Linked DNA regions of Mus musculus: region 2 is linked to region 1. The links are chromatin contacts, called in public Micro-C maps. All regions are on one chromosome and are shown on one strand. Each heading gives the region's core, a stretch centred on a gene start, on an enhancer-like site or on the middle of the called end of the contact. The rest is flanking DNA. Distances are from core to core; before and after follow the strand shown.

Evidence for each region. Hi-C and Micro-C count contacts between places; a contact is called where the count stands out from the background.
Region 2: a Micro-C map of muscle stem cells shows a contact between it and region 1, with 3 times the contacts expected there. The contact joins two enhancer-like sites. A contact is called at or near these places in 2 of 39 promoter capture datasets (hippocampal neurons and liver), 1 of 484 Hi-C or Micro-C datasets (muscle stem cells) and 1 of 9 other capture datasets (pancreatic islet).

The regions. Positions count from the first base shown.
Region 1 is chr5:95,943,139-95,947,139 of GRCm38.p6, reverse strand. No RefSeq gene overlaps it. Among named protein-coding and RNA genes, the nearest start is that of Cxcl13, 12 kb to the left of the region's middle. Within about 2 kb of position 1,824, at least 20 of the 459 cell types and tissues checked have an H3K27ac peak or open chromatin away from gene starts, as enhancers often do. A contact at or near this core is called in muscle stem cells, where this site is marked.
Region 2 is chr5:96,036,200-96,040,200 of GRCm38.p6, reverse strand. No RefSeq gene overlaps it. Among named protein-coding and RNA genes, the nearest start is that of Cxcl13, 81 kb to the right of the region's middle. Within about 2 kb of position 2,165, at least 36 of the 459 cell types and tissues checked have an H3K27ac peak or open chromatin away from gene starts, as enhancers often do. A contact at or near this core is called in muscle stem cells, where this site is marked.

The sequences.
Region 1 (4,001 bases), core at 575-3,074:
GGTGGGACCTGGAGCTAGTGCTGCTCTGGGTACATTGTGCATGTTACAAAGAAGATGTTTTGTCTTTGGCCTGTGAAAGTCAGCCAAACATTTAGCACTTTCATTGTATGTGCTTGGATTGCTAAACTCAATGCATCCTGGCTGTGAGATTAAAAGCACAAGATAGGATTACTTCCATAGAGGATGCCCCAGGGTGTTGGATTTTCCAACACTACACGTTTACTTGATTACAGAGTAAGAGATCTTAGTAGTGACCTCAAAGCAGCAGTTACCCATACTATACAAAAGAGGAGAAACTAAGGGTCATTTTTGCAGACCTTGTAGCTGTCTCCACGACACGCAAAGGGACTGTTTAGTGAGGGGAAAGGAAACGTGAGGAATTACTTTATAACGGACTTTGTGGAAACTAAGGTTTTGACTTGTGGTCTTTGTGTATGTCCATGATGCAAATACCCCAACTATGGCAATTTCAAGCTGCAAATTTAAGGTCACTGACTATGGCACTAGGGAAAGATTAATGCTATCAGTCTTAGCCAGCGCCTGCATGCCAGTGAGTCAGCCCAGTGGCCTATGAACAGAGCCAGACAGTTGCTTCCAGGGTTTGCAACCTGAACAGTTTAATCCTGTGCCCTACTATCCCTACGAACAGAGCCCTGGCTTGTCTGAACTGCTTTTAGTAAGCTGACAGCCAGGAGCAGGTTTTGAGCTATGCTGTCAACACTAGTAAAAAAGCTGATGAACTGGATCCCTGATAAAGCCATTGTCTCAGTATTTTTATCATTGTTTCTCTGTGCAGGGGAGGGCAGTTGTTCTACTGATCTTGTGTTCTAGAGAAGTGGTGCCTTCAGAGCCTTGCTCAGGGCCCAAAGCATTTAGAGTAACTGCACTGGCTCAAGTATCCAGGGCAGGAGGAAAAACTTGGTCTCTGTGTCCTTAGAGTTGCCTGTGTTGTCTCCCTCCCTCCTTGTCTCACTGGGAGGGCCCAGAGCCCTTCTGAGTCCAAAGTTGGGCTCCTTCCACTGCAGTGGGATCTATGTAGCTCCATACACATGTGTATTCAACCTGTGTGAGTAAGAGGTACCAGTTAAGCTGTTTCTTCTCAAGGCAGAACAGACTTGCTTGCCTGCCTGGCCATGGATTTCAGTAGACTGTCTTAGTACTCAGCAATAGCAATGACCTTCTGGGGGTTCATCACCAAAAGCAGAACCCCCCTTCCTTTGCATCCAAGAGGCTCTCTCTTTGCCAACACTGGGGTAGTGCTGGCTCTGTATCTCCTCTCTACTGGCTGGTCACAGGGATCTTTGTCCAACTAGTAATGGCTGAGGTATAGGTCCCTCTACCCAACAGGCTTTAAGTACAGAAGGTTTTCATTGGAATTAAAATACCTAGATTTGGGAGCTCATGCTTCTTAAACTAACAACTTAAACTCTGATCTCCAAATATTTTCATCTTAAAAAGGAGACGAACATCAGGATGCTCACACAGGGATGCTACCAGAAGTTTCATGTGTATAGAAGACATTGGTAAGGGATGATTTTGAAATTTTAGTTAGTTTTCTATTTCATCAATGTTCCCTATGTGCATTTTTGTTAACTTTCATTCCTGAGGCCAATTTCCTCAAACCCGCATGGACAATCAGCTCTGCTCTGGAGGGCCAGGTCTCAAGGGACCATCCATTCATTCATGACAGCATCTCTATTTACAAATCTCAGGCTTTGTGAGGAATCTTGTAAGAGGACAGACGTGGGAGATGGTGCTAAGTGATGACTGTTGTTCCCTTGCTGTAAATCAAGGGGAGTATGCTCTCTTAAGTGGACTTGGCTCTGGGCATAGTTAATTTGCTCTGGGAGTTTCATTTTATTAGCAAGTGACTCATCACAGCCACAAACAGGAAAACGAAGCAGACTTTGGGTTTTCACAAATCTCTGGTCAGTAGTTTCTTTCCTTGTGGTTTAGAAGAGTAGACAAGGAAAAGAGTTGCCCCAAAGCACTGAAATCTAAGGGAATTCTGAGAGACTAGCACCTCAGATCATGGTGAAAACTGAAAAAAAAAGATTCCATTAAAACCATATTGATTGTAAATTAATAACAGCTTGGAACCTCTCTCTCTAAGTGCAGATAATTAAAAAAATTACCATAATCTACGTTTAACTGTCCAGGAGGCATCTGAAAATCAAGAGACAGTGAGGCCCATTGCTACTATGGATTCTGAAAAGGCCCTGGACATTCAGGGTGCCAGTCCTATGATAGCCAGCTCTCATCACAGACTTAAATCTTGAGTGACTCAATCCATGACTTAAATGGATTGATTCTGTTAGCATTCTGTCTAAGCTCTGCCCCACAGTTACCTGACCACAGCCAGGCAGGCCTGACCCACTATAAAAGGGGCTGCTTGACACCTCTGCTCCTTGCTCCTTTCTTGCTGCTCTCTTGCTCCTTTGCTCTTCCCTCCCTCCTCCCTTCCCCATTCCCTTTCTGCCCTCTCTCCATGTGCTAATGGCCAGCCTACTCCTCTGTTTATACTTTCTCTCTCTCTCCTCCCCCCCTCCCCTCCCCTCGCTCCCCTCCCCTCCCCTCTCCCTTCTCTGTCTTTACTATCCTCTTAACTTCCCTCCCCATGTCCTGAATAAACTCTATTCTATACTATACAGTCATGTGGCTGGTCCCTCAGGGGGAAGGGATGCCTTGGCATGGGCCCGCCAAGGCACCTCCTTCCCCCATATCTCACCACACCTCCATAGAACATATCCTCCCTTCTCTTTATCTTTTTATAAACACACCAGATTCTGCCTGTGGCATGACCTTGTCTTGGTCCTTGTTGTCTAGATACCTATGGTTTCCTCTGCTTTGACAACGTTCCATGGATTCTAGGAGGCTTTTTTTTTTTTGCCCTCCCAATAATCTCTTTTATTATTTTTAATTACGGCCAAGTGAGTCTATACTGCCATCATAATCTTGCTTTGAAGAAACCAGAGTGTAGAATCCCCATCCAGGAGGATGAGCCAAAGGCTACCTCACCCATCACCCTAGCAGATCTTGTCTTAGTTGTTCAGCTTTGAGCACAGGGGCAGGGATTTGTGGGTACAGAAAACCTACTTTAGGTAGTAAAAGGCTAATGTGATATTGTGCTTTGCTTTGCTGAGTTATTATGAAATGAATAATTTTGTTTCAATAATTTCTAAAAGGGGCTATTTAAGCATGAGGACCTGAGTCTGAGGCCCAGCACCATGTAACAGTGACAGCTGTAGTGATGCTGGCCACAATAGCTAGCACTGTGGAGGCAAAGCCAGGAGAATCATTGGGGCTTGTTGGCCAGCTGGTGTGAACTGATGCACTCCAGATATAATGAGAGACCCTGTCTCAAAAAGCTAGATGAACAGCGACTGAAGAAGTAACCCGAAATCAACCTCTGGTCTCCATATGCATATATATCCACACATATGAATACTCACACACACACACACACACACACACACACACACACACACACAATTTCAGAGACTAAATTTATTGGAGTTTAATCTTCCCATAAATTGCCTATGTGAATTTCCCAAACCATTCACTTCTTTGAAGTGAGATGTCAGCTTCAAGGAGCACTTTTGACCTTGGCTCATGCACTGTTCTCTCAGAGAAAAACAAAAAACACTCCCCAACCCCAAACAAACAAACAAACAAACAAAAAACTGCTTCAACTTAGGCTGACTTTTCCTGTGATTGGATTCTAAATACAGAAGAGATATTTGCCAAAATGACATTTCTGATGTGTATTAGTAGGTGGCTAATAATCTTCACTTAAATTTAGGATGTTATTCTCTTCCAAATTAAAATAAATCTTACCCACTTCTGGAGCTACTCATCACAGAGACTGGTGATTGTCTTGGAACTCCCTGTAACCCCCCGAGAGGCTGGGAACACAATGAACGTTTCTTCTATCCATGTCAATCATCAGCCATATTAATAGAGCGTTTACCTAGGCCATGCACTTTTGCTACACGGGACAT
Region 2 (4,001 bases), core at 916-3,415, 93 kb before region 1:
TTTAGGATTTCCAGTTTCTCAGACTCGATTTCTTCCATCTTATGGATACTTAGGAACTTAATTCATAGTTGGGAGATAGGGGGATTATTTGTGTGTTTGTTATAGTAAAATAAGGAGGGTTATATATGATCAAGGGTGAGAACTCATAAAATTAAAAAACTTATCAAAGAAACTCGGCATGGTGGTGTATGCATGTAATCTCTACGCCTAAGAGGCAAAGAAACATAAGGGTGACCGGTAAGTCTGAAGCCAGTCTGATTTAAATAGTGAGTTCTAGGCTAGCCAGGTCTACCTACCTCTCAAATGTACTCACTCTACATACAGAAAACCTCCTCTCAGATACTCCTGCCCTGACACCAAACGCTATGTAAAACAAAATGCTTCCTGTGCATTTATAGTTAGTTTTAGAACTCCTTTTCAAATTCCAAGTCACAGCATATGGGCTTAGCTGCCATCTATGAGGACCCTCCCATTTTCTCCATTGTTCTTTAATTGAAATCCTACTGGGATGACTAGAAATGGCTCTTTGTCTGCTAGGATTGAATGTTTAGAACACCTGCTGTCTAAATAAACACCAAAGAACCTCTTCCAAGTAGATGGTGTGGTCCAGCCACAGACATACTCAGCTGTCTGTAGGAACAAATGCTGGGTCATGTGGTCACTCGGTGACGTTTGCCACATCCTGAAAACAAATGCCAAAGAGAGGAATAAGAAATCCTTTCAGCATATGTGTCAAAGACTGGAGAGAGCCTTGAATCATGGGTATTAAAAGTAACCACAAGATTTTTATCCATTTTTCAGAATTATGCAACCGCTATACAACATTTTCAGAACTATAGTATCGCAGCTGTTATTCTCTGGGGAATCAAGTCTTCACAGACCACCAGAGTCCTGTGTCTTTTGTGTCTTTTCTTTCCCTTAGAAAACTCTTGACCAACAGAGATGAGGGTAGGATCATCAGCTCTGTTCTGTTCCTCAACTCTCCTCTTTGTGACCCTGAGAGGTACCAAGAGGAGGGTCTGGGAAAAAAAGGGGGGAGAGGGAAAGATAAGAATTGGGAACAAAACACCCATGGAAGGAGTTACAGAGACAAAGTTTGGAGCGGAAATGAAAGGATGGACCATCTAGAGACTGCCATACCCGGGGATCCATCCCATAATCAGCCTCTAAACGCTGACACCATTGCATACACTAGCAAGATTTTGCTGAAAGGACGCTGATACAGCTGTCTCTTGTGAGGCTATGCTGGTGCCTGGCAAACACAGACGTGGATGCTCACAGTCAGCTATTGGGTGGATCACAGGGCCCCCATTGGAGGAGCTAGAGAAAGAACCCAAGGAGCTAAAGGGGTCTGCAACCCTATAGGTGGAACAACAATATGAACTAACCAGTAGCGCCCCCCCCCCAGAGCTCGTGTTTCTAGCTGCATATGTATCATAAGATGGCCTAGTCGGCCATCACTGGAAAGAGAGGTCCCTTGGTCTTGCAAACTTTATATGCCTCAGTACAGGGGAACGAACGCCAGGGCCAAGAAGTGGGAGTGTGTGTGTGTGTGGGGGGGGGAGTATGAGGGGACTTTTGGGATAGCATTGGAAATGTAAATGAAGAAAATACCTAATAAAAAAAAACTTTAAAAAAAAACACATCCTCAAAAAAAAAAAAAAAAAGAACGGAGATATATACACACACACACACACACACACATACAAGCATGCACACACACACCACACACACAAGCATTCACACACACCACACACACACAGAGAGACACACATTAACCAAATCCAACTAGATCCATGGTTTTAAATACATGTGTAGAAAGATAGGCTGTTCCTTTCCTGAAGGGCATTAATACATCTCTGGGTTGATAATACGTTCCAAAACTATAGGATTATATGAAGTCTTGTAAAACATTTCATTGGGCTTTAATACTGGTTGGTTTTTAATTCATTGATATTTAAATTGATTCTTGTGTTTTCCTGTTGTGAGTGAAAATAATGTGCTCTATGTTTGCATTCTGATATTAAAATTGACCTTGCTAGCATGGATACACATGCAAACTTTAGTTTCTAATCTGCTTTCTCCACGACCGTCCTGTGAGCCAGGGCTTAAACTCCTGACAGATGGTGTGGCGTTGAATGCTGCTGCTAACTGAGCATGCCAGGAATTTAGAGTTGCCTAAACAGGGTAATACATGGCCTGTGGGAAGACAGCTGAGTTGGAACAGAATTAGAGGTGAGGAGGTTAGACACATTTCCCTAAAACAGACTGCATTCCAGAGTCTCAGTAAAAGCCATTTAGAAAAAGCATTTAGACGGCAGGAAGGGTCTACTGAAGAGTGCAGTCGCATGGATGGATGATGGAACTAGGGTTCAACAGAGCCTGCCAAACATGGAAAGGGGAAGTGAAAGAGACAGACGTACCTCTGAAAGTGGAGAATGCCGGCCCCAGAGAGACTATACCTCTCTGCTTCCCAGAAACGTGGTTTGCTGTCTCATGCTTTGAGCATTGTGTGGCTATGAATTGGAGAGCTCTTAACACGGATAGTTCACACTGTATAAGGATTCAGTTGAAAAAGGCGAACTTCCTGAAATGACAACGCCTTCTAGCCATCCTGATCCAAAAGCCTTGTTTGTCTATGGTTAGTATAGCCCTGTAGCCCCCTCTTGCCTATTACTTTCTCAGTGCTAGCAGTCAAAGCCAGAGCCTCATGAATTCTAGGCAAGCCCTCTGTGCCGGAGCTCTGTCCCCAGCCTTCAGATTCCAGGAAGGAAACCGCTGGTGTCTGTCATAGTTCAATTTCTTCATGTGCCTCAAGGGCAGAGCCCTGTGGGAAGAGCTCCTCTGGAAGGTTGAAACGCTAGAACGACAGCCTGAGCTCAGGTAGTCTACTGTACAAGGAGATGGACAGGAATCGGACAAATGAACCTATGATTGTAATTCAAGATAACCAAGAAAACTGTCCTAAAGAAGCTGTCAAGAAGATTGAAAAGCAAGACAGGGATCAGTGAAGAAGACGGGTTTTTACAAACGATTTAGGAAAAGTTTGTGAAGGGTGTCTGAGGTCATTACTGATAAAAGAAATCACGTAAACACATGAACCAAGGTCTACCTGTCCCCTCCTGGTGCATACACACCACATAAAATGTGCTGAGGTCTCCTGAATAAATAAATCTACCCTCATGTTCAATTTCTGGCTTAAATTTGTGTCGAATAAATATGTTTTGAATATTTGAAAACTTACACAAGCTTACAGAATACAAAAAAAAAAAGAGGCCATGGGCTTTTGACAACTGGGTAGATTTTAATTTGGAGCAGACAAGAGGGTTCATCAAGTAAAGATGCCTGCTGCCAAGCCTGATGACCCGGGCTAATCCCTGGGAACCATATACGTAGTGGAAGGAGAGCTGATTTCAATACCAACTCCTTCCCTCCACCCAAATGCACGATAAATGAAAACACAAAAAGGATTTAGGTTAGAAATTCTACCCGCTTCCTTGTTATATGACCATAAATGACCTATCCAGCCTCTCTCTCTGAGTACATATCTATAAAAGTGAGGCATTTAAGAGTGTGCTCTCGAGAAACTCTAAGGGTTAAATCAGAAGACATTGAGCCCACCCGCATGCTAGATTCTCTGCGCTTCTGTCCTTACCCTTGCCCTTACAAGCCCTGTGAGTGCTCATTGCTTTCTAGGCAACAGCAGAGGGCAACATCACCCCGTTCTTCTACCCAAGGTTTCCTGGAAACAAGTCATGTCCTTACAGATAGGAGTTTTAGAAATACGTGAGCAAGGAAGGGGATAGGAACTCAGTGTTATGGAAGGTAAAGAGGACAGTAAGGGGCAAACCGTGGGATCAACTGGGAGCAGCTGTGTCTTGCTCTGGGCAGCAGCTGTGTGTGAATCTCCCATTGTAGCAGTCTTTCTTTGCCAGCTCTGTCAGGGAGGCTTTTGGTGTTAATAGAACATAGAACCTCACTGAGAATCTGAATGGAAGTCC